7 separate regions of the Mus musculus genome follow, and all the other regions are linked to region 7. A link is a contact called in public Hi-C, HiChIP or PLAC-seq and promoter capture Hi-C data. All regions are on one chromosome and are shown on one strand. Each heading gives the region's core, a stretch centred on a gene start, on an enhancer-like site or on the middle of the called end of the contact. The rest is flanking DNA. Distances are from core to core; before and after follow the strand shown. Region 1 has its middle 43 kb from the start of Akr1b3. Region 2 holds the start of Akr1b7 (aldo-keto reductase family 1, member B7). Region 3 holds the start of Akr1b3 (aldo-keto reductase family 1, member B3 (aldose reductase)). Region 4 holds the start of Akr1b10 (aldo-keto reductase family 1, member B10 (aldose reductase)). Region 5 overlaps Gm13846 (a long non-coding RNA gene). Region 6 holds the start of Akr1b8 (aldo-keto reductase family 1, member B8). Region 7 holds the start of Chchd3 (coiled-coil-helix-coiled-coil-helix domain containing 3).

What was found. Promoter capture Hi-C pulls out the DNA fragments that hold promoters and counts their contacts. Hi-C and Micro-C count contacts between places; a contact is called where the count stands out from the background. HiChIP or PLAC-seq counts read pairs in DNA pulled down with a chosen protein or histone mark. Capture Hi-C pulls out chosen DNA fragments and counts their contacts.
Region 1: an H3K27ac HiChIP or PLAC-seq map of T-cell acute lymphoblastic leukemia shows a contact between it and region 7, with 4 times the contacts expected there. The contact joins the enhancer-like site here to the promoter of Chchd3 in region 7. A contact is called at or near these places in 4 of 39 promoter capture datasets (the 3T3-L1 cell line, 3T3-L1-derived adipocytes, the C10 cell line and 1 more), 1 of 15 datasets of contacts at CTCF or cohesin (the NIH/3T3 cell line), 1 of 484 Hi-C or Micro-C datasets (Th1 cells) and 1 of 115 datasets of contacts at active chromatin or transcription factors (T-cell acute lymphoblastic leukemia).
Region 2: a contact with region 7 is called in a promoter capture Hi-C map of embryonic stem cells, with 2.8 times the contacts expected there. The contact joins the promoter of Akr1b7 here to the promoter of Chchd3 in region 7. A contact is called at or near these places in 2 of 39 promoter capture datasets (embryonic stem cells and liver).
Region 3: a promoter capture Hi-C map of pre-B cells shows a contact between it and region 7, with 6 times the contacts expected there. The contact joins the promoter of Akr1b3 here to the promoter of Chchd3 in region 7. A contact is called at or near these places in 3 of 39 promoter capture datasets (embryonic stem cells, liver and pre-B cells), 2 of 484 Hi-C or Micro-C datasets (CD4 T cells and erythroblasts), 3 of 115 datasets of contacts at active chromatin or transcription factors (astrocytes, double positive thymocytes and large pre-B cells) and 2 of 9 other capture datasets (adipose tissue and liver).
Region 4: a promoter capture Hi-C map of liver shows a contact between it and region 7, with 2.9 times the contacts expected there. The contact joins the promoter of Akr1b10 here to the promoter of Chchd3 in region 7. A contact is called at or near these places in 3 of 39 promoter capture datasets (embryonic stem cells, liver and pre-B cells), 1 of 484 Hi-C or Micro-C datasets (B cells) and 1 of 9 other capture datasets (liver).
Region 5: a contact with region 7 is called in a Hi-C map of cortical neurons, with 4 times the contacts expected there. The contact joins the enhancer-like site here to the promoter of Chchd3 in region 7. A contact is called at or near these places in 4 of 39 promoter capture datasets (the 3T3-L1 cell line, cranial neural crest, embryonic stem cells and 1 more), 2 of 484 Hi-C or Micro-C datasets (cerebral cortex and cortical neurons) and 1 of 115 datasets of contacts at active chromatin or transcription factors (large pre-B cells).
Region 6: a contact with region 7 is called in a promoter capture Hi-C map of 3T3-L1-derived adipocytes, with 5 times the contacts expected there. The contact joins the promoter of Akr1b8 here to the promoter of Chchd3 in region 7. A contact is called at or near these places in 7 of 39 promoter capture datasets (the 3T3-L1 cell line, 3T3-L1-derived adipocytes, embryonic stem cells and 3 more) and 2 of 9 other capture datasets (adipose tissue and embryonic stem cells).

The regions. Positions count from the first base shown.
Region 1 is chr6:34,272,855-34,275,987 of GRCm38.p6, reverse strand. No RefSeq gene overlaps it. Among named protein-coding and RNA genes, the nearest start is that of Akr1b3, 43 kb to the left of the region's middle. Within about 2 kb of position 1,352, at least 60 of the 459 cell types and tissues checked have an H3K27ac peak or open chromatin away from gene starts, as enhancers often do. A contact at or near this core is called in the NIH/3T3 cell line and T-cell acute lymphoblastic leukemia, where this site is marked.
Region 2 is chr6:34,410,982-34,414,464 of GRCm38.p6, reverse strand. Akr1b7 (aldo-keto reductase family 1, member B7) reads right to left here and starts at 2,103. Exons shown (of 10, transcript NM_009731.2): 1 at 1,990-2,103. The coding sequence starts at 2,055.
Region 3 is chr6:34,316,060-34,319,084 of GRCm38.p6, reverse strand. It overlaps Akr1b3 (aldo-keto reductase family 1, member B3 (aldose reductase)), which reads left to right and starts at 1,596. Exons shown (of 10, transcript NM_009658.3): 1 at 1,596-1,745. The coding sequence starts at 1,680.
Region 4 is chr6:34,382,608-34,385,753 of GRCm38.p6, reverse strand. Akr1b10 (aldo-keto reductase family 1, member B10 (aldose reductase)) reads right to left here and starts at 1,507. Exons shown (of 10, transcript NM_172398.3): 1 at 1,347-1,507. The coding sequence starts at 1,412.
Region 5 is chr6:31,658,548-31,661,609 of GRCm38.p6, reverse strand. All of the region lies in intron 1 of Gm13846 (a long non-coding RNA gene), which reads right to left. Among named protein-coding and RNA genes, the nearest start is that of Gm13848, 6.1 kb to the left of the region's middle. Within about 2 kb of position 1,564, at least 22 of the 459 cell types and tissues checked have an H3K27ac peak or open chromatin away from gene starts, as enhancers often do. A contact at or near this core is called in cortical neurons, where this site is marked.
Region 6 is chr6:34,352,559-34,355,524 of GRCm38.p6, reverse strand. It overlaps Akr1b8 (aldo-keto reductase family 1, member B8), which reads right to left and starts at 1,379. Exons shown (of 10, transcript NM_008012.2): 1 at 1,229-1,379. The coding sequence starts at 1,294.
Region 7 is chr6:33,058,304-33,061,624 of GRCm38.p6, reverse strand. It overlaps Chchd3 (coiled-coil-helix-coiled-coil-helix domain containing 3), which reads left to right and starts at 1,365. Exons shown (of 8, transcript NM_025336.2): 1 at 1,365-1,625. The coding sequence starts at 1,545.

The sequences.
Region 1 (3,133 bases), core at 103-2,602, 1.2 Mb before region 7:
GATGATAAATGAAGCCATCAGACCCTGTTTAACGATCCCCTCTTGGGTCTTTATTTTCGAAAAGCAGGAGAAAGAAAATAGAAACAATGACAATAACTTCTATTGACTTTCTAGATTTCTGCTTCCCCCGTGCATGGATTTTCCTGAACAACTCAAGAGAACATATTTCTGAAGTCTCTTTAAGGTCTATTAATTTTGACATGGGCAATCAAAGACTATCATCAGCTCGTTTATATGAGTTGTTTTGCTGGGGAATTGAGCCACCGTCTCCTGGGCCTTCTCCTTCCTTGACTCTCGGCAAAGCTGCTACCATTTTCTTCTCTCGCACTGCCTTTATTTGCACTCCCTGTACTCAGAAGGCTGGAGTACTGATCAAGTCAAAAGCAGCAGGACTTCTATGGCTAGTTTCCAAAAACATGGTAGGACAAAATACTTCATAGTAACTTAAAGCTGGAAGGGACCATGACGATTATTAATTATGTCTAGGTGTGGTGCTGGAATCTCAGAACTTGTGAACTGAAGTCAGAAGGTGAGAGTCCAGGATCGTCCTCAGCTGTACACTGAGTCTGAGGCCAGCCTGGGCTACACGAGTCCTTGTTTCAAATAAGAAAAACAAACAAACAAAGCAAAATGAAAGGAAACAGAATGAAGCACAGAAAGATCGTGAGCTCTTTTCATGGAACCCGGAGTCAGAACAACTAACTGCCTAACTCAAGGACGACGAGCTAATTAGTGGTATAGCTAGGAACAGAGTCTGAGAGGAACTCAATCAATCAGCTAGTAAATACTGATCGATGACCATAGCTCTTCCCTGCCCACAAGGGGCTGAGGCCAAATTGACAATGCATATCAATATGTAGGGGCATAAGATAAAACTCCAGAAAGTACCAGTATAATTGGAAGCACAGCTGCTTAGTTCACGGTGCTCATGTCTGGGTTTATAGAAACCTTTAACTCCTGGGTAGTGGTGATTTTAGTAGATTATAGAGACACTCCTCTTTTGGAGAGGGTGATAGTTAATGTAGAGGTTCATATCTGGTCAGTGTTGAGAATAAATGATCTAGTCTCTGCTCTATAGATACCTCTTTTGCAGAAATGCAGGCATGTATTCACCAAGTAGAGTATGCCAGTCTACAGCCATCTGTAGACACAGACACACACTGACTGACCTTTCAATGTAAGTGAGTGTACCCCAAAAAGCATAAAAATTAAAATCTTTATGCCCTAGGGTGATCATTTGTATCACTTATGATTATCTTTGTACAATCCTGGGGCTTTCCCCTACTGCATAGCACCCCTTCTTGGAAGTTTGAGTCACCCCAGGGCTCACATCCCCAACTGCGGGCTCCACCCCCCTCTGAACTGCTGTCTCCAGTCTTCACTGACTCAATGAATGGCTCATTTGAATGGCTCCTGCATTTGCCCAGTTGCCCTGGCCAGCACTGGAGCCATGCCCAACTCCTTCTTCACATTCCAAAGCTAACTCACCAGTGAATGAGGACTGGAATATAAAAATAGAATATAAAAATATTTCTAGGATGTGAGCATGTTTACCATCTCTGCTGCCACCAGCCAGACCTTTACCGCTGGTTTTCTTGGAGGACTGAAACAACCAGAGGATCTCTGGTTCCCTGTTTTCCCACACACTAGTCAGACTGACTCTTGGACAATGTAGAACACACACCCTCTCCAGCATCTAAAATGAAACAGAGGTCTCAGTGTGGTCCAGGGACTAGTCAGATGGCCTTTGAAACTTTGCTTCCTAAATGTCTCTGTCTGTCTCTATGTTTCTCCTCCTCTTCCTCCTTGTCACCTCCCCTCCTTCCCTCTGTAGGATCCACATGGTTGCTAGCCTGGAACACAGAAGGGATGCTCTTACTTCAGGCCTTCTGAAGTCTGTTCCCACTGCATGGGGATAAGCTTTCCATCTGAGGCGCCTAGGTCTTATCCTCTACTCTTACGTCAGTGTCAATTTAGATGTCACATCTCATCCCAGGATGAAACCAGCCTTCCCCATATATTCCAGCACTGGGCTCTGCTCTGTTCTCTTCCCAACACATCTCACCACTTGCTTCTGATTCACTGTTTTTCTTATACCTAAGGAGTGTCCATCTCAGTAGAACTTGGGCTCTCTGGATCCAGGAGGTTTCAAGCCTTGTGCTCTCTGTTGGATCTGTGAGGATTCAGCCACACAGCATACTCTTGGAAGCTGTTTATGGGTAAATGGTGGGTAGATGGATGGATGGGTGGGTGGATGGAGGGATGGGTATAGGACATGAACTCATTTATGGATGGGTGGATGGATGGATGGATAGATGGATGGGTATATGTATGGATGGGTGGGTGAATGGATGGATGGATATGGGACATAAGCTTTTTTTCCCCATGGTATACATGGGTTCTGAGGAAATTGAATACTTTTGGAGGAACATAGCTTAGCCACACTTGGCCTCTTCAGCAGCAATGGCAGGCCAGTGCTCATAACCTCATTCCTATTTTCAGATCTTCTGAAAAACACAGACATCTTAGGGCTACCTGGGACATCTGCTCCCTACAGCTGATATCATGTTGCTCTGGAATCTTCTACTGTTATCCCATTCTAGACCTTGTTTCTATCTCTGTCCACTACCCTGAAGAGGCTGATTGGCTTCCCTCTCTTGTTTACAGTGAAGAGGTGGGCTGGGTTCCCTCTCCTGCTCACTGAGGAAGTGGGCTAGCTTCTCTCTCCGGTTACAGCTTTGCACACGTAAGTTTCCTGTTCCTTTTAGTATGCCTCTGTCCCTCAGAGATTTTTGTTCCTTAAACAGAAACTTCCAATAAGAGGGGAGTCTTAGCAAGAAAAGGCAGGAGAGAGGATGGAGAGACCAGAAATAGTGGCATCTGGTTGGCAGTGTCTAACTGTCTCTTGGGATATCTTAGCTCTCCAGCACCAATGGTAAATCCCACCTTACTGTCCCCCAGGGATCCTGATGCTGTTCCCTGGCTCCCTAGTCCTCCAGGTTCCCCTTTTAGATGAAGAATGGCCCATAGGAAGGACATGTCTCCTTCAAGCTTCAGGGGATTGCCACCAAAGGCAGTAGCAATGGCATCCTTTATAAAGTTTTGATTCCCAAATAAACTCATTTGTAAAATA
Region 2 (3,483 bases), core at 854-3,353, 1.4 Mb before region 7:
GGAGCCAAGGGAAGGAGCATTTGAAGTGGGTCACCTTCTGTCCTGACCTAACCAAGCCAGGTATTGGCTTAGGAGAGTAAGTACTCATCACGTACCTCTCTGCAGAGCATGGTGCTGCATGGCTGTAACACCACCATGAGAGGCACAAAGGTAGGAGGGCCAGGCTGTGGCTTTGAGGACAGCCTGGGGCACAATATTATCTCAGTCAATACAAAACAACATCTCACTGGATGTGGTGGCCCATGTTTTAATCCTAGCATTTGGGAGGTGAGTAGGAAAACCAGGAGTTCAGGGCCAGTCTCAGCCACATAATGAATTATTATAAGGTAACCAGGGCTGTGGAAGACTCTCAAACAACAGCCCATAAATAACTCTTCCCCTATTACTAAATCTAAAGGTTCTGTTTTTAAGCATCAAACCTTGAGAAGCACAGAGAGCAGAGATCAACAGCTCTGCCATCATGAGGAGAAGGAATTTCCAGAAACACAAAAGCACTGGGGCCCAGGGCCAAAGTGTCACCCTCCTGCTTGTCCACTGGTGAGCACAGAGTCCTTACCTCGAAAACAACTTCTTACAAATATTTACAAATGCTTTTGGAACTCTGAAAGTGCATTTCTTCTAAATTTGTCCAGGGTGAGTATCCTGGAGATTTGTAATTATTTGTCACCTTGAGGGAATGTGAAATTTCTACTCTGGTTGCAAGTCTCACCATTCTAGTAAGACCCCAATCTAATGTAGAAACAAAGAGAGAACCTACCCTCTGTGTAAAGAAAAGAGAAACAGAGGAAGACTGGAAATGAGTCTTGGACACAGGACAGATGGTGTGATGGTTTGTATATTCTTGGAGCAGGGAGTGGCACCGTCTGGAGGTGTGGCCTGGTTGGAGTAGGTGTGTCACTGTGGGTGTGGACTTAAGACTCTCACCCCAGTTGCCAGGAAGTCAGTCTTCCACTAGCAGCCTTTGGATGAAAACATAGAACTCTCAGCTCTGCCTGTGCCATGCCTGCCTGGATACTGCCATGCTCCCACCTTGATGATAATGGACTAAACCTCTGAACCTGTAAGCCAGCCCCAATTAAATGTTGTTTTTTATAAGACTTGCCTTGGTCGTGGTGTCTATTCACAGCAGTAAAACCCTAACTAAGACAGATGGGTTCCCAAACTACTCCTGAGCCAAGGATGAAGGCTCACACCTATAATCCCAGTATTCAAGAAGCTGAGGCAGGAGGATTACTCCAAATTTGATCAAGGTCATTTTAGGTTAGAGAGAGAGAAACCCTGTCTCAAGAAATCAAAATCAAAACTAAAAACAGCTCCTGGTTAACAAGCTGGCTACTCTCATGTTGTCAGTAATAGAAACAGCAAAGAAGGCAGAGTTAGAAGAAGATGGACCAATGTCAGACTTGTCCCAAGATTTCGTGAGAAATCTGTTTCACTGGGTACTGGGATGGGCCACAGAGCAACTTGCCAGTAGAGATTAACACAGCCAGGGCAGACTTTGAGCTGACTCCAATTCTGTGGCTCTCATGCTGCATGGGTCTTAAGGTGTGGGGGAATCACATGGAGATTTTGTAAACTGCCTGGGCCAGTCCAGTTGTCCTCTGCCTTTCCCACAAGCTCCCAGGCCACTCAGATGTTGGCATAGTCTTGCATCATAAGAGTGGGGTCATTAAGAACTCTATACTCTCTCTCAGTCACTCAGCCAGTAACAAACCAACAGAGACCCTCAGAGTCCCAAGGAAAGGCTTTCTAAGAGAAAACTTCCCTGAAAACAGTTTTCTCCCTGAAAAATTGTACAAATTTAAACCTGATATTCGCCAAGGAAGCTATTGTCATTTCTGGGAAAGGCTCATCTGCAACCCAAAGCAGCTGACAACAGGTGATAATGCTGGCCTTATCAAACCCAAGGCAGATAGATGCTCTGCACAGAAAAGAAAATGTCCAGACCTCCCCTCAAAGGCAGCAGGTGTCCCAAGACTGCACACTCACCTTCCAGGTGCCCAGGCCCACAAGGGGCATCTTGGCTTTGGTACTGAGTTCCACGAAGGTGGCCATGGTTGCTGCAGAGAGTTCTCTGAGTGAGCAGATGAAATGCCTGCTTTCTCTACAAGGAGGCTGGTGACATTTTTATGTCCTGGATAAAGGAGGCGGGCTCTTACCACATTGGCAAGCAGCCACAGCCAAGGGTTGGGGCATGAGAACAGGAACTTCATGTCAATCTTGTGCCACACTGATCATCGTAAACAAAGATTAAAGTCAGCACAGTGCAAAGGCTATCTGGGCAGAATGCATGCTTTATTGGGTATGCGGATCAGAGGTTTGTGAACCTAAGTGACATGGTTGAAAGGTCATCCAAGATGAACTGGTAAGTTTATTTGGGAAGGGTCATTGCCCTGGGAGTGGATATAACGCTAGTGAACTGCGTGGGTGCTCATGCAGTTTGAGGCAAATAAAAATGTCGAGGAAAAATGAGACATCTTTTACAGTAACTACTTTGAAATAACTGTCCTTGGCCACAAAACTAAGGGATGTCTGTTACAGAGGAAACTGGCAGGTGACCTTGTGGAAAGATTTTTTTTTTTTTTAAATGTAGGTCATGGACACCTTTCTAGAAATGCCTGTATCTGTGCGTTTTCTGTCAGATTGCAAGGCAAGAAGATTCCCTGAGGATGAAAATGACCTGCTAGCCACTGGGACAGGTTCTTTCCTAATGAAATTCTCTTTCTCCTTCCTTTGTTTTTCCTTTCTTCCTCGTTGCCTACTTTTCTTCTTCTTCTTCCTTTTCTTTTCTTTCAGATTTAGGGATTTGACCAATTGTGTTTTATAACGACATTAAAAAAAAAAAAAAACTGTGCCTGATTTGAAAACAATCTTTTGTGACTATGAAATGTCATGTACTCAACTGTGAAACGCAAGGATGGTTTATAAGGGTGAGAACCTGAAGCAGAATATCCCCATCACCTAAACTGCCATTCGCAGTGCTGTTTTCTTCTGTCTTTGCATATGTGTTTTATTAATAATGTCTCTGAGTATATATGTCTTAGTTCTTACATACTATACATATATTTTTGGAAGCTAACTTCATAAAACAAACTTTCTAAACATCTACAACAAGTCACTTTGACTTCATGTTTTGGTTTTGTTTCTTACTTTTGCATGTGCCCATGCACGCGTGTGCAGCCCTGTGGAGGCCATCCCAGGACATCAGATCCCCTGGAGGCTATAGGTGGTTGTGAGCCACTGGGTGTGGGAATTGAACATGGGTCCTCGGTTAGAGCAGCATGTTCTTTTAACCGCTAAGCCTTCTTTCCAGCCCTAAAACACCATTTTAAAATTACTTTTACCACATACATTTTAATGGTTGCAAAAGATTTTATTTTGTCAACATTTATTTGGTCATTTCCACTATTCTTAAATATTTAGTTTGTTTTCGATTGGTTTATAATAGGAATGAGTAATATCCCTAAGTGTACCATTGTAGGT
Region 3 (3,025 bases), core at 347-2,846, 1.3 Mb before region 7:
TGTGTTTTAGAGGGTCAAACATACTTAGTTTATTTTGCAATAACAAAGCTTTTGCTACGTAGTGCATTTCCCTAGCTGGTGATGACTCCTCTGTGATGCCACCTGTCAGTAAAGACGCACACTTCGGTGGTGGTGGTAAGGCCTCTTTTATCTTTTGAGAAAGGATCTCGTTTAGCAACCAGGTTGACTACAACATCTCGGTCCTTTCCCCTTTATTTTCTTAATGTCAAGTAAAGAGATGTGAGCTGCCACACAGAGCAAGAGCATCACTTCACAAGACATCAATCAGCTCTTTGTGTTTGGACCCAGGAGGTTCAAAAGGCAGAGAAGTCTCTATGCCAAGAGGGATTTCACAGAGGACAAGTGGTGGGCGTCAGGTCACCTGTTATCTTACACAAACCAAATCCCCAGAACTAGACTCAAATTCAAATACTATTAATTAGAGAAAAAGTACACCAGAATTTCCACATGCCACCAGTTGTGGGGATTGGTTTTGTTAATAAAACTCAAGTGGAAAATATCTGTTCTTTATAAATTTTCCCTGGGGTGGGAGTGGAGAAGTGCCACTTTTTAAGAGGGCACCGACTGGAAAATCACCAGAATGGGATTTAGAGAGGTGGGGTTCCTGACTCATTACCTTGCAGATGCAGTTGTCCCTGTTGCGTAATCAGGGGGCAACTGGAGCATGACCCAGCAGAAGGAGACTGGAATGAAACAGACCATCACTCAGAGGGGTGTTGGACGAGTGCCAAAATTGCCGTCATAGTTCTTGGGGCAACTCAGATTATTTTAGGAAAAGTCTTTTGTTTTTCTACCTAATACAACTGATTTATTTCGTACCCCCTAACATGGAATCATTGCTGTATGAGAATGGACTTTTCCTACTATGGGATTGTTCACTTTTTTGTTCTCTGACTTTTCACTTTTCCTCCAGAGTTTAGCCAACTTATTATACTGGAACCTTCCGCTTAAGAGTCTTACTTTCCAAAATCACTTATGTGTGATCCAGAGATGAAACTTATGGGAGATCATAGCTTAACGGTTATGGATTTTTGCATCAAGTCTTGTTGAACCAGACTAAACATGTTCAGACACCGGTAGTGGTAGAAAGGTACTACAAACGGGTATTTCGTAGTTCTCTGCAAAACCGGTTGCAATCATTTTAATAGCGGGGATGGGAGTGCTTAAGTACACCTGAAATTTAACTTTTAATCTAAGGGGGGGGGGGAACGCTCTTAAATACACCTGACGCCTATCTGCTCCATCAGATTCAAAGCAAGATGTGTAAGATTCCAGAAGAGTGTCATTCTGAGATTAGAAAAGACACAGACGTCTTCTTCTGGGCTCGAAAACGAAACCAAAACTTCTCCCCAGTCTCCTTATCTCTAGTCTGCTGGTTATTTTCAGAGCTTTCCGTCTGGTGCTACAACAGCGGGCAAACACTGCCACGTGGGGCGCAAGCAGAGCAGCTGGAGAATTCCGTGCCGCTAGGACCTAGGGAAAGAAGCATCCTCGCCGACCCCTTCAGAACCGCGGCATCGACCAATCAGAAGGATCCGTCTCTCAGCCGTGCAACCAATGGCAGGCGTTCTTTCTACAGGCCGTTGGGGCTATTTAAAGGTGCGCGCCCGAGCCAGCGCTGCACATTTGCCGGTCCGGGTTTGTAACGTGCAGCGATCATGGCCAGCCATCTGGAACTCAACAACGGCACCAAGATGCCCACCCTGGGCCTGGGCACCTGGAAGGTAGGCATGCATCAGGGTGCGACCCGCCGCCCGCTGGGTGACCCTGAGCGGCCTGCGCGGAGCGGGGCTCGCGTGGCGGGGCCTGTGAGCGTATCTGGCTGCGGCCCGGCGTGTGGGGCTTCGGGCGAGCAGCGCTCGAGTCCGCGTGGGCGCCCCAGGTGGAGACACACCCACGGTGACCCGGGTGAGAGGGATTGAAGCAGAGCCCTAGATTTGTCATCTGGCACCTGTGGCGCCCCAGCCTCACGAGTGAATTGACCTCACTTGGCGCAGATGTTGCCCTCTCGGGAATGAGCCACTTGGGCCAATGGGCCTGAGATAATTAAATTAGCAGGCGAGAGCTTGCCAGGAACCAGCTTGTTTCTCTGTCCTCTAAGTCTCTGAGTGCAGTTCTTAATGGGTGCGGAACTCCTGGAGAATTAATCTGACTTCCGCGTTGCTGGGTGCCACCCACTAATAAGAAGACTTCAGGCGAGATATCCCCAAAACCTCAACACAACACAGCAGAGTTGAGAAGAGGGCCAGATACATCATAGTGAAATACAAAAAGAAAGAACCGATATTTAAAAACCAAAAATTATAACTGATTTGATTATTTGGCAACTAAGGAACCAATTTTTGGTGTTATTGCTGAAGCAGAAAAACCTAGCTCTTAAGCTACTTGCAGGGTAGTTGTATTATATATTATAGACCGATGCTGTGACCTCGATCTTTAAGAACCTTGAGTATGGTGGACCTGGGCACTTAGACACAGTGAAGGTAAGAGAAAATCAGGTAGGGTTGAATTTAAATGGTTTGAAACCAGACAGAGTCTGTTTCTACCCAAACTACAGTTAAAACAACGGGTAATGCAAATGGAGAATAAGAAACAGGTCATAGACTTGTCTTTCTCAGAACGTGTATCTAAGCCAGTAGATTAGCAAGTGCGGCTTTTGTTTCCTTACAGAGGGTCCTTGGTGACTGCAAAGGTATGATTGAATTACAACCGTGATACCAGGTTGAATTCGGTGTGGTGGAATGATAAGAAAGACGGTTTCCCTGCCATAGCAAACACAGCTACTGGACACAGCACACACAGGCACATGTAACTACAGTAGTTTTATAATACATGACCCAAATTATGGGTAGGATGATGATACTTTAATTCTGTCCCATTTCTCCAAAAACCAAGCTCATCGCTTTAGAAAAATCGTCTCATGGGCCAGCATTTTGAGATCAGTTCTGAGATAAATAAGGAGTAAGCATTCATAAGCCAGTGGCTAGAGCGCATGTGACAGCCT
Region 4 (3,146 bases), core at 258-2,757, 1.3 Mb before region 7:
CAAATACAGAGGTGGATGCTTGCAGCCAACCATTGGACTGAGCACAGGGTCCCCAGTGGAGGAGTTCGAGAAAGGAGTGAAGGAGCTGAAGGAGTTTGCAACCCCATAGGAAGAACAACAATATCAACCAACCAGACACCCTAGACCTCCCAGGGACTAAACCACCAACCAAAGAGTACACATGGAGAGACTCATGGCTCCAGCCGCATATGTAGCAGAGGATGGCCTTGTCGGGCATCAATGGAAAGAGAAGCCCTTGGTCCTGTGAAAGCTTGATGCCCCAGTGTAGGGGAATTCGAGGGTGGGGAGGTGGGAGTAGGTGGGTAGGTGAGGGAAGAAGCAGGGGGAGGGGGGATGGGATAGGGGGATTCTGGAGGGGGGACCAGGAAAGGGGATAACATTTGAAATTTAAATAAAAAATAAATCTAATTTTTAAAAGATCATAAAACAGCAACAGCTGCGCCATCACTGGGACAAGGAATTGCTTCCAGCCACTCAGAGGCACTGAGGTCCAGGCTGAAAGCCCCGCCCCCCTGCACGCGCACTGCTGGCAGCACGGGCTACTCATCCTGAGCCCAACTCCTTTACAGTCTGCGTCTGCTGTTGAAATTCTGAAAGTTCATCTCTGTGAAGTTTTCCATGTGAGTTGATTCCCTGGAGATCTGCAAGTGATTAGTTATTGTTTTGATGGATGTGTAATTTCTGGCTTGGTCCAAAACCGTTTCACTAAGCATTGAGATGAGCCTCGGAGAAACTTGCCAGGTGAGTTGAACACAGCCAGGGTGGGACCTGAGCTGACTCTCGCTCAGTCTCTCTGCCACCCTGATCCTGCTCGGGCTTTAACATGTGGGAACTAGTGGGGTCTTTGGAAAGTGAACGTGCCTGGGCTGGGGTCTGAGACTGGGCTTTCACAGGCTCCCAGACTACTCTGAAGTAGGTAATGGGGTCCTTCAGCATGGGTAGCAAGGGCAGCTGGGTCATTTGGAGCTCAGCGTTCTCGTTCTAAATAATTCAACCAGAAATAAATACACAGCCAAAACTTGTAAACTGTGAAGTAATTCTGAGGAAAAGCTTGCGACGAGAATAACTGCCTGGAGATGATGGTTTGCTGTACTTTGTAAAAATCCAGGAACAGCTGGGATCCCGACACTTGTTAGGGAAGTTAGACGCCAGCTCTGAGGCCTGAAGCAGCACAAAAACTGAAAGCAACTTGGGTCAAGGCTGTAGAGTTCCAGCCTTACCCGACCCCAACCCCCACCCGGCAGGCAAATGCTATGCAAAGAGGAAGACGTGCCAAGACCTGTCCCCACTTGAAAAAAGCAGCTGCCCAAAAACTGCGCACTCACCTTCCAGGTGCCCAGGCCCACAATGGGCATCTTGGCTCCGGTAAGGAGCGTCACGAAGGCGGCCATGGTTGCTGCAGAAACGGTTCAAAGGGAACAGACGGGAGCCTTTGCCTAAATTAGGAGTCTGGCAACTGGTTCCGTGTCCTTGAGGAGACAGGCTCTTCTTCCTACTGGCTAGCAGCCACAGCCTGGGGGCGGGCACTGGCACAGGAAGTGCATTTCGGTTTTTCGTAGGGTTGACCAGCAGTAAACACTGCAGAATACTAAGTTTCCCTGCTGCAGAGTGCAAGGCTCCCGCAGCAGTGCCCGCACAGGTGTGTGGACAAAAATAACAGGCAGTGAAAGATGAATGCATAAGTTTATTTAAGGAAGGTCATTGCTTCGAGAGTGCACATACTCTAGGGGTCCAACAAGTTTTCAGCTAGGGAAAAAAAATTCAAGGCAAACAAGGAGGCATATAGCAATCATTCTGATATCGATTAGTACTGATAACCCACTACTGTCAGACTAGCCACATCAATTATTTCTGAAACCACTATTTCACTAGCTACAATATTGATAACAAGAGATATCGGTGGGAAATCAATTGACGGATGTCCTTGCAGAATTTTTTTTCAATTTTTATTATTTATTTACATTCCCGTCCCCCCTTTTGTCCCCCCTCCCAAAATTTTTCATCCCATTCCTCCTCCCCCTTGCCTCCGAGAGGGTGCCCCCGCAGACCTCCCCCTCCCCTGGGGCTTCAAGCCTCTCAAGGATTAGGCACATCTTCTCCAACTGAGGCCAGACCAAGCAGACCTCTGCTGTATTTTTGCCAGGGGCCTCCGACCAACCCGTGTATGCTCCTAGTTGGTGGCTCAGTCTCTGGGAGCTCCCTGGAATCCGGATAAACTGAGACTGCTGGTCTTCCTATGGGGTCACTCTTCCCTTCAGCTTCTTCAGTCCTTCCCCTAACTCAACCATAGGGGTCCCAGACCTCAGTCCAACGGTTGGGTGTATCCGCCTCTGTCTCTGTCAGCTGCTGGTAGGGCCTCTCAGAGGACAGTCATACAGGCTCCTGTCTGTAAGGACAACACAGCATCAGCAATAGTATCAGACCTTAGCGCCCTCCCATGAGATGGATCCCAAGTTGGGCCAGTCACTCTTTTTAATGTATGAATTTGAAAAGCAGTAATGTGAGGCTGGACCAAAGAAGAAAGAATCATAATCTCAACTTCCTTAACACAAAAGTAAACACAGAGTAACATTATGTGCGGTTATAGTAGCCTCTGTGTCAGGCGTGGCTGTGTGAGTGTGTAATTTCATCTGTGTTCACACAATTGCTGTAAGATCATGGGAGTAAATTGGTCTAGAAGTAGAGATTACCTATTAGTCATTTCGACATGATCTTTTACTACTAAAATTCTCCTTCTCCTCCTCCCTCCTCACCCCTCCCCCTTGCTCCCCACCCTCCTGTTCTTCCCTCATTCCTACTTCCCCCTCCCCTCCTCCTCCTCCTCCTCCTCCCCCCTCACCTGCTTCCCTCCTCCCCTCCCTTCTTTTCTTTCTTTTTGTTTTCAAAGATTTATTTATTTATTTTATGTATGTGAGTACACTGTACCTGTACAGATGGTTGTGAGCCTTCATGTAGTTGTTTGGAATTTAATTTTTGGGACCTCTACTTGCTCTGGTCAATTCTGCTCTCTCTGGTCAGCCCTGCTCGCTCTGGCCCAAAGATTTATTTATTATTATACATAAGTACACTGTAGCTGTCTTCAGAAATACCAGAAGAGGGTGTCAGATCTCATTACAGGTGGTTGC
Region 5 (3,062 bases), core at 315-2,814, 1.4 Mb after region 7:
GACAGAGAGAGGGCGAGCCCCCACCACTGCCATTGCTGAACTCTGCTGCCTTCACTCTCAAGAGAATGTTGGTGCGCTGACATCATCCCTGATGATGGACCTTAGTTAAGAGCTGGTCTTTAATATTCATATCAAGGATGATGAACCCTAGGGTCAACGTGTTGTGCAGCTGCCCTGGCTTCAGTCTGATTCTGAGACTGTCCTGCCTACAACTGAACAAAGGCAGGCCCCTCAGCCAGGCCCATGAGCAGTGGTGATCCGTCTCCAGGGTCCTCAGAGCAGAAGGTGTGGCCCTGACACCTCCAGTGATGCTCTCACGGGCCAGTGTCCTCTCAGATAAAATTGGAGTTAACCCCCCATTTTGAACAATGAATCAGAGAAGTGGAGAACTGACATGATCCAAATGAGATCTTTCCTGTGTCAGCCGGGTGGGGTGGAGGGGTGGGTACCTTATAGTGTCACCCCACCAGGGCAAGCACGCCCACAAGTTATGCTCTGTTCCATGTGGCTTTAGATGCTGGGAAACGTTTGCCTACTCTTTCTCGGTGAGAATGATTATAGGCAGGCCTAATTCTTCAGTCTAACGCTCTCCCCATGCAGACCTAATTCTGATCTGCAACCACTGTCCTTTAGGTCTCATATGTGGGGCTTTCTCGCCCTCTGGTGGAGAGACTTTAGCACTGCAACTATGTCCCTGCTTAACCCTAACGGAGATACCGACCTAGTTCTTTCAGTCTCTGAGGCTTTTCCCACAGGATCCCACCTTCAGGGCTAGGAGATGGTGGCAGGGGGACCTGCTCTGCCCATTTCGTCCCTGCTCCCCTCACTTTCTGCAGACCAGGCCACCGCTTTTCTGACACTACCATTTACAGACTGCCAGACTTAGTATCCAGCTACTACATGTGACTAGTCCTCTGCCTCACACACTAACAGACCCTCCGCCTGCGCCATGACCCTTCTCAAGCCTCCCTAAGCCAATCTCCCTACTGGGGTGATCTCTTTCCTTCCTTTCTGGGCCTGACTCAGCCAGCTTCGATCTGCAGAGCACTTCTCCTCTAACTGGGTATGGTAAGCAGTCATTCCATTAGGGAAGACATGACACCAGAGGAAGCTGTTTGCTGAACCCGAATCATTGGGTGACCATGGCCTAGGGGATCTAGCAAGAGGCTTCTTTGGGGAGTGGCAAGACTTATGGGCCAACCGTGAGCTGGTTTTCCCAGAAGAGGGGAGGGAAGGCTGTCTGTGGCTACTGTCTTTACCTACTTTATTTCTCACCTTCACCCCAACCTTAAGGATAAACCAGGATCCTTTTGCCAGGTGACACTGTCTCAATGAAACAATGTAGCCAGTCTTGGTTCTAACAGCCAAAGGACTACTGTGGACTCCTCTCCCCCACCCCCATCCCCACCCCCAGGACCTTCTACCATACTATATTCTGTCCCTTTTCTCACAAAGCATGGAGCAAGAGAGCAGAGGAGGTGGCGGGAGGCACCACTGGCGTGAAGAAAGAGTGTATGCAGATGGACTGAGATGCAGCCATGGAGGGGCGTGGCTAACCCTCTCAGAGGACAATCCTGGGGTAATTGACCACATGACAGACAGTAGCCCTTCTGACCTTCTAAGGTAATTGGAACCCTTGACTTTTTTCTTAGTTTTTATCACCCTAATAAAAACCTACATCTCCCGTTGGTATGGATTGAAGCCATCCCCTTCACATATTGAGGTATTTGGGGATACGGTGAAAGCTCAGTCAGTAAAGTGCTTGTCAGGTACTCATGAGGACCTTAATTGCACACCGGGCATACCATGTAAAAAGCTGGGCACGGCAGCCGTGGGTCTGTAATCTCAGCACCAGGGAGGCAAAGCCAAGAGGATCTCAGGGACTCACTGGTCAGTCTAGCTCCAAATTCAGCAAGGAACACGGTCTCAAAAAATTAAGGTGGAGAGGCTGAAGAGGTGACTCGGTGGTTAAGAGCCCTGGCTGCTCTTGTAGAAGACCCACGTTTGAGTCTCAGCACCCACCCAGCAGCTCACAAGCATCTATAAGTCCAGATTCTGAGGATTCGCTGCTAACTTCTGACCTCTGAGGACACCATATGTGGTATCCATACATATATGTGCAGGTAAAACATTTTGTACATAGGCTAAAAATAAATACAAAAAAAAAGTAATTGCATCACCAAGACCATTTATGCCTGCCTCCAGCCTTTCTTTACCCAAACCTCATCAGCAACCCTGCACTAACCACCCTTATGAGCTGAACTCCTAGCGTCTATTAGGGATTGGGTGAGGCAGTCTCTCTCTCTCTCTCTCTCTCTCTCTCTCTCTCTCTCTCTCTCTCTCTCACACACACACACACACACACACACACACACACACACACACACACACAAAACCCACCCCAATTCCCTGGAAAAGGGATAGGTCTCTGTCCTCTGCACGGTGCCTGGCACAATAATGGGTACCCCACAAATGTCAGTATGCAGGATACCCCTTCATTTCTCTTTCTAAAAACACCTTGTGGTCCCCCTGAGTCACAGCTCTAGGGTGAAACAAAGCCAGCCTAGGGCGAGGAGCCTCCCGGGAGTGACTGCCACTCTCTGTGGGCACACGCCCATTCAGAGCTCCAATTATCAGGAGGTAACAGGTTTCTGCAATCTTACTCCCCATTTGGCCAGGGAAAAAAACAAACCATGAAGCAAGCGAGCTCTCTCAAGGATGCTTAGCTGGAAATGTTCTGCACCTCAGAATTTAAGGCTCCATTTCAGAAATGATTCAGCCTTAGATGAAAGAAGACAAATGCCCCTATTTTTATCCAGAGAAAGTTATGAAACACTACTCACATCAAATCTCCATATACCTTTTCCTCCTAATGCAGCAAAATGATACCCTTATCATCGTTCAATCAGAGGCTTGCTAAGTCGGCGCGGGGAGACGAGACTGCGACAACAATCATCGATGCTTCCGGCAGCCCCTCGCGCCCGATCCGATGCACAGCACCGCCATTATCAACACATGAAAGGCTTCCTCAATTTCACTCTTGATCATCATCAGCCACAACA
Region 6 (2,966 bases), core at 130-2,629, 1.3 Mb before region 7:
GCCAGCATTCCTTCAGATAAGAGCAGACTCTCCCTCTATGATACCACCTCCTTATCTTGACAACAACTCCCTTGTCAAGCGCTCGGTCTAATCTTTGGATTTCTGTGGGTTACTTCTGGTCAGAGTGCTTGACAGCTTGGTAGAAAGTGAAATGTCTAATTTGGAGCAAATTCGAGGTTTTAAACCCAGTGCTGAATCAAAGAGAGGCCCCACCTCTGTCCCATGATCAGAAGAAAAAGACAGTGCAAAGATCGAGAGACAGAGGCTAAGCGAGAGACAGAGGCTAAGCCACCAGGACAAGAGACTCGGACTCCAAAAACAACTCCTCCTGGAGGTGGCTCACACCTGTGATAACCTCTAGAAGCTGAGGCCGGAGGATTGCAAGTTCAAGGCCAACCCAAGCTATAGAATAAGTTCTAGGGCAGCCTAAACTGAAGTGTAACTCCCAGTCGCCAGAAATCAAATAGAGACAGCTCCTGGAAACTAGCTGACCACTGTCCTGTTATCACGAAAGGAAATAAACCCAAGGACAAAGTTAGGAGATGGAACAATGTCAGACTTGTCTCAACAGAAGTGGGAAGGGCCTTGGAGCATTCTTCCAGGAGAGCACACTGCCAGGCAGGATCTGAGCTCAGGCTCTGTCATCTTCCTGCTTAGTTTGATGTGCTCAGAAAATGGTGTAGTGTCTTGGTAAGGTGCAGGTGCCAGTAGCCTGTGCTAGGGTCTGAGACTCCACCTTTCCCCCAGGCTTCCAGGCCACAAGCTGCAGAGTCTTTCCCCCACCAAACAGAGCTAGGTCATTTGGAGCTTTTGGTGTCCTGCCACTGAATAACTCAGCCCTGGCTGTCCTGGAACTCACTCTGTAGACCAGGCTGGCCTCTGGCCTCAAATTCAGAAATTCGCCAGCCTCTACCTCCCAACTTCTGGGATTAAAGGCATGCACCACCACTGCCCTGCTTCAAACCAGCCAAAACTTATAAAACTTTAAGTGTCTCATGAGTTCAGAAGAAAGCTTGTTAAGAGGGTAACTGGCAAGTTCGGGAAAACTTGAAACCTGACACTTCACAGGGATATCTCTGCTGGAAAAAGTCTGTCAGAGCTTTGAGGTCTGAAACAGCACAAAAGGCAAAACCAACTTGTGTTCTGTCTCTAGGGTTCCAAACTCCCAGTAGATGTCATAAAAAGAAGAGGAAATGCCAAGACCAGGTGCCCAAGACTGCGCACTCACCTTCCAGGTGCCCAGGCCCACAATGGGCATCTTGGCTTTGGTACTGAGTTCCACGAACGTGGCCATGGTTGCTGCCAAAATCTTGCTGAGAGCAGATGTCTGTGTCCTTGTTAATGAGACAGATGGAGGCTTTAACGTCCTGGATGAAGAGGCCGGCTCTTACTGCAAGCGCCACGCCCAGACCCCTCCCGCCCCCGCCCCCCCTCCCGCAATGAACCGGAAGTTCATCCCAGTCTTTTGTAAGCTTTTAAGAGTGTGAGTAAAGATTAGTCATAAACCAGAGGGAAATCTCCCTGATGCAGAATATAAATTACTTTGTAGAGCTACTTAGAGGTGTATGAGCCTTAGGCGCATGGGGTGAAAGATCCTTCGAGCTATATTGCTAGCTATGTTTGGGTTTCCACAGTGTGTGGAGAATATGTATGGGTTTCCACAGTGTGTGGAGAACGGTGGAGCCTGTAGGTATTCCATGAGGTTGAGGCAAGTAAAAGTTTTCAGAGGCAAAATGGGAGGCTGCATAAATTATTTTGAGCTAACTGTTGCTGATCACAAAAGATCAATGACAGGGGCGCTTGCAGAGGAGGGGGGAGGGGAGAGAGGGGAGGGAACGGGAGAGGAGAGAGTGTTTTCTGACCCTCTTTTTGTTTGTTTGTTTGTTTAAGTTTTACTCATCTAATTGATGGAAGATTGTGAAAAGCAAATTTCCCCTGTTAACCACTAAGACCTTTCTTTGATAATATTCTTTCTCTCTCCCTCTCCCTCTCTCTCTCTCTATCCCCCCTCTCTCTGAATTTGAAATTTGACAAGTTGTCTAACTGTATAATTATAGTGAGCTTTTACATTTTTTTTGCTTACATTTAAAAACCAGACTTTTGTGATTATATTCTGTTTCACTAAGGACAGCATGAAAAAGAAAGATGCGAGCATAAACATCCTTTTCTGTCACTCGGATGCCATTGCCCGGTGCAGTTTCCTGGGCTCTTCTCAGCCTGTGTCAGCTTCTATGCACCGCACCACATTTTCCAAAGCTGACACCACAAGGCTAGCTTTTCTACACGTTTATAGTGAGTCATTTCAAAATTGCCTTTATGTTAAACATTTTAACGTTGCATTCTATTTTATGGTAATTTATTCTACCATTTCCACTATTCTTAGGTCTCTTGCTGATTTCCAGCTGGTTTCTATTGTGTATAAATAATATTTCAAGAAATATCATTGCAGTGAAGCATTGGGCCTCATTCCCTGGGGATAGATCTTTAGAAGTAGGAATATAGACTCAAATGAAGTTTATTTCAGTTTATCACACAAGGTATAGGTCAAAATTGATTTTTTTTCAAAATGGCAATTTTCAGTCATTTATAGAATAATACATTCTCACCTCCATGTTTATAGTTTTTCAAGAATCATATGTAAATGTTCTTGACTTTTACTTTATTGATATTATAAAACTAATGCATGTCCTCTAGAAAGAAAAACCAGAAAAATCAGAGTAAACAAAAGATTTTACGGGAGTTATAAGAGAATAAAAATTATCATTTTCCAATATTGAAATACTTATCAGCAATAACCTTGGGGTGTAACTGGAATACCTCACTGATTCAAGAAGTCCCAGATCATAGGAGCTCTGGTCTCCAAGGTGAGCCTAGGGCAGAAATAGCAAGCTCAGGATGGAAGCCCTGACCCACAGATGCCCAGGGACAGTGGCAGGTAGCCAGGTGTATGCCTAAGCCACCTTCAG
Region 7 (3,321 bases), core at 116-2,615:
GGAGAATATCATGTGATTTAGAGCACATGTGTTGAAAAGAACGACACAATGAGATGAAGGGCACTGCTGCTATATGCTGGGATATAGCAGCGGGAGGGACATAGTGTCTTGCGCTACAGATTCTGACATGCTGACAAATAACTGAAGCTCAAAAATATTTCTTCAACATTGTGGATCCCTTTGGCCTAGGAGGATGCCATGGTATGCTGTATTCTCTGTCTTTTAATGTTGAGAAGGGCAAATTGAAAAAGGTATTTTTGTTCAGCTAGTTCTGTCCCCTCCCCTCCCATCCCCCTTCTGCCCCACTCTTCTTCTTCCCTCTTGTTTTTTCTCCTCCTTCACATAGCTCAGGCCTGGGGCATTGCATAGACAACTGAGCTACATCAGTAGTCCCATCCATCTAATTTCTAAATGAAAGGGTATTTCTCTGGCTCCATAAATCTAAGATCATACTGTACTTTTAGCAACAGTGTTTGACAGCAAACAAACAAACAAACAAACAAAAAAGCAAAACAAAAAAACCCTAAAATCAACCAAATAACCAAATAACAACAAAACTGAAACTGTGTGTGTGGTTATCCTAACATTTTTAGACTTCTTGGAGGTAAAGTACCAAGCTAGAAACTTTCCAAAACAGATCATCTCTACTTTGTCTAACGCTGCTATAACTCCTCCATGAACGGACCATTTTCCTCTGTCTAATCATCCTGTGATCTAACTTATGTAAGTGAATAAGAGACACAAACACGAGAAGCAGTGTTCTGTCTGTATCTTTGTGTAAATAATTTTTCCTGTGCATTTTTGCATGTAGATTTGAAAGCCCTACATTAAAAGTTGCATTTCATACAGACTGACAAATACCAAAGTCATAAGATAGGAACATAGGCATATGTAGTCTCGGCCCCTTTAAAAGACTAAGTGGCAAAATGCTAAGTTTAGTTGTTACAGGTTTGTGAATTGGAATATACAAGTTGTTTGTTTAGGGGAGTGCATCTTCCATATCTAGCTTTGAGAGCCTGTATTTACCTAACTTACCTAAGGTTCTAGAGTCAACTGCAAAACAAGCTGGTTGGGTGAACCAACTTTTTTGAAAGTAGACCAGAAGGAGGCCTTCAGGGCTGTCAAGACTACAACTCCCAGAATGCTCGGTTCACTTTACAGTTTAGGGAGTGAGACCTGTCACAGCACCTATCGCTCCGGATCGAGACTACAATTCCCATTATTCTCAGAGGCTCCGGAAGCCCTATTAAGCACCACCTGTTGCCATAGCATCCGGGTCCAATCCAGCCAATCCTAGTGCACCTTCTGATAAGAGGCGGGCAGTTTGCTTCTCGGGCTAACCCGAAGCGGCCTACTTCTGGCACGTGACCGGAGGAGGCGGGCTTTTGGGACCGGCGCCTTCTCCTTGCTTCTTTTTTGGGGTCGTGGCCTTGCTCCTGCCCTGCAAGAGAAGCGTCCAGGGCTTTCACGCGCAAGTGTGCGCGTGGGTCCTGACGTGCTCGTAGGTCCACGCTCCAGACTCTGCGGGGACAGAAGCAGGAGCCATGGGCGGGACCGCTAGCACCCGCCGGGTCACCTTCGAGGCGGACGAGAACGAGAACATCACCGTGGTGAAGGGCATCCGGGTGAGTGCCGTGGGCGGGCGGAGGGCAGCCTTTGACCTCGGATCCCAACGCTGAAATGTGCCTGGGACAGCTGCACCTGCTTTCTCCGCTCTCGGCCCGCCCTGCTGTCCCGCTAGAAGTCTGGGTCTCTGGGAAGAAGCTCGTAGTTTCAAGACTCCGAACCTCCATTCAGAGAAAGTTCTTGGTTGTGTGCCAGGAGCCATGCACTGTGCCGGGGTGGTGGTGCCGGGTCACCACGGTCGTCCTTGCTCACTAGTTGCAGGACTTTATTAAAACTCTTGCTTCACTGTGCTGGTCCGTGTGCCTCCTGTACAGGACCCAAGCCCTTCTTTTCCACGCACAGTTCTTTCTCAGAGTGAATTGGTGTTTTAAGGATTACTCTTCTTTGCCTCTGTTATTCCCTGCCCCTCTTCTGGTATTACCATTCAAGTCATTCCTGACCCTGCTGCTAATTTCTGGCTTCTGGCTCTTTCCCTTCCACCTGATAATTTCGTTTTCCCAGGCGCCTCCCCTGTGGTTTGTTGGCCCAAGTTATGAACCTGACCCAGTTGGACTATACAGGCCTATAACTGCCAGCCTGCTAGGGGCGGAGGTCGGTTTGCAGGCCTTCAAGGTTGTAGAACTGAGACAACTTCTAAGGGATCGTTATAGAGACTTATTAAATGCCCTCTGCATGTACTTGATACATGAACTGAAAACTTGAATTTCCTCTAGGGCGTTAGTATACACACTAACAACTTTAATATTCTCCTTTGCCTCGACTTTGGAGCTTCATGCTTTGGGAAGTACACTTACTTGTATCTAGTAAATAGAGCACTATGACTTCAGAAGGTTTTAGAGTACTTTATATTTTCTGTCTACTGCTTTTACACAACTACTCTTAATTAACTATGTAAGAGTTACAAGGAAATAAAAACTTAAAAACATTTCAACTGCTTGAAAACTTTTTCCTTTGAAATTTGTTACTTTGAAAAGAACTTATTAAAGTTTTATTGATTAGAAACCCCAGACTGTTGAACTGAGTTTTTGAGTCTGTGACCAGCAATTCTCACTCTACTAGTGATAGAGCCCTTTGCCTGCTGTGGTTTAGTTGGTAGTTTTTGTAGTAAGATAAGAATTACTGCATACTTGAGTTTTGTACAGAGGTGGAGGGAAAAAAAAAAACCAAAAAAGAAAGGAAAAGAAAGTCGATAAAAGGCTTAGAATGTTGAAAACTTAAAAAAAAAAAAAAAAAAAGGAAAGTAAATTTCAGATGAAAAAACTGTTTAGAACAATGCATTAAGTCTTTCTCCTCATGTTTCATCACAGACAGGCCAGTGACACAAACTGTATGAGTTTGGGCACAGCATAGAGATTTAGATACAATATCAGATAGGGTAGAGTGATAGGCAGGGCAACAGGGATATGTATTCCATTCAAGTGATAAGATTGTTTTAAAGAGCTTCTGTAAACTTTAAAAACAAAACAAAACAAGAAAAACCCAACTATGTCTTTCAGCCATACAACTTGACATAAATTTCCTTTTTCAGATACATTTTATTTCTGTTGTTACAGTCCTGGCCCAGGCAGGCTTATTTTGATTTGTACGCAGCTCTTCTTCAAACACCCTTGGCAAGGTTCTCCTCTGCTTCTGGTCTTTTCAAGGATTGCCTGTAATCTTCTCCAGCGTTCTCTCCTTCAGTTTTCTTGTTCTTCA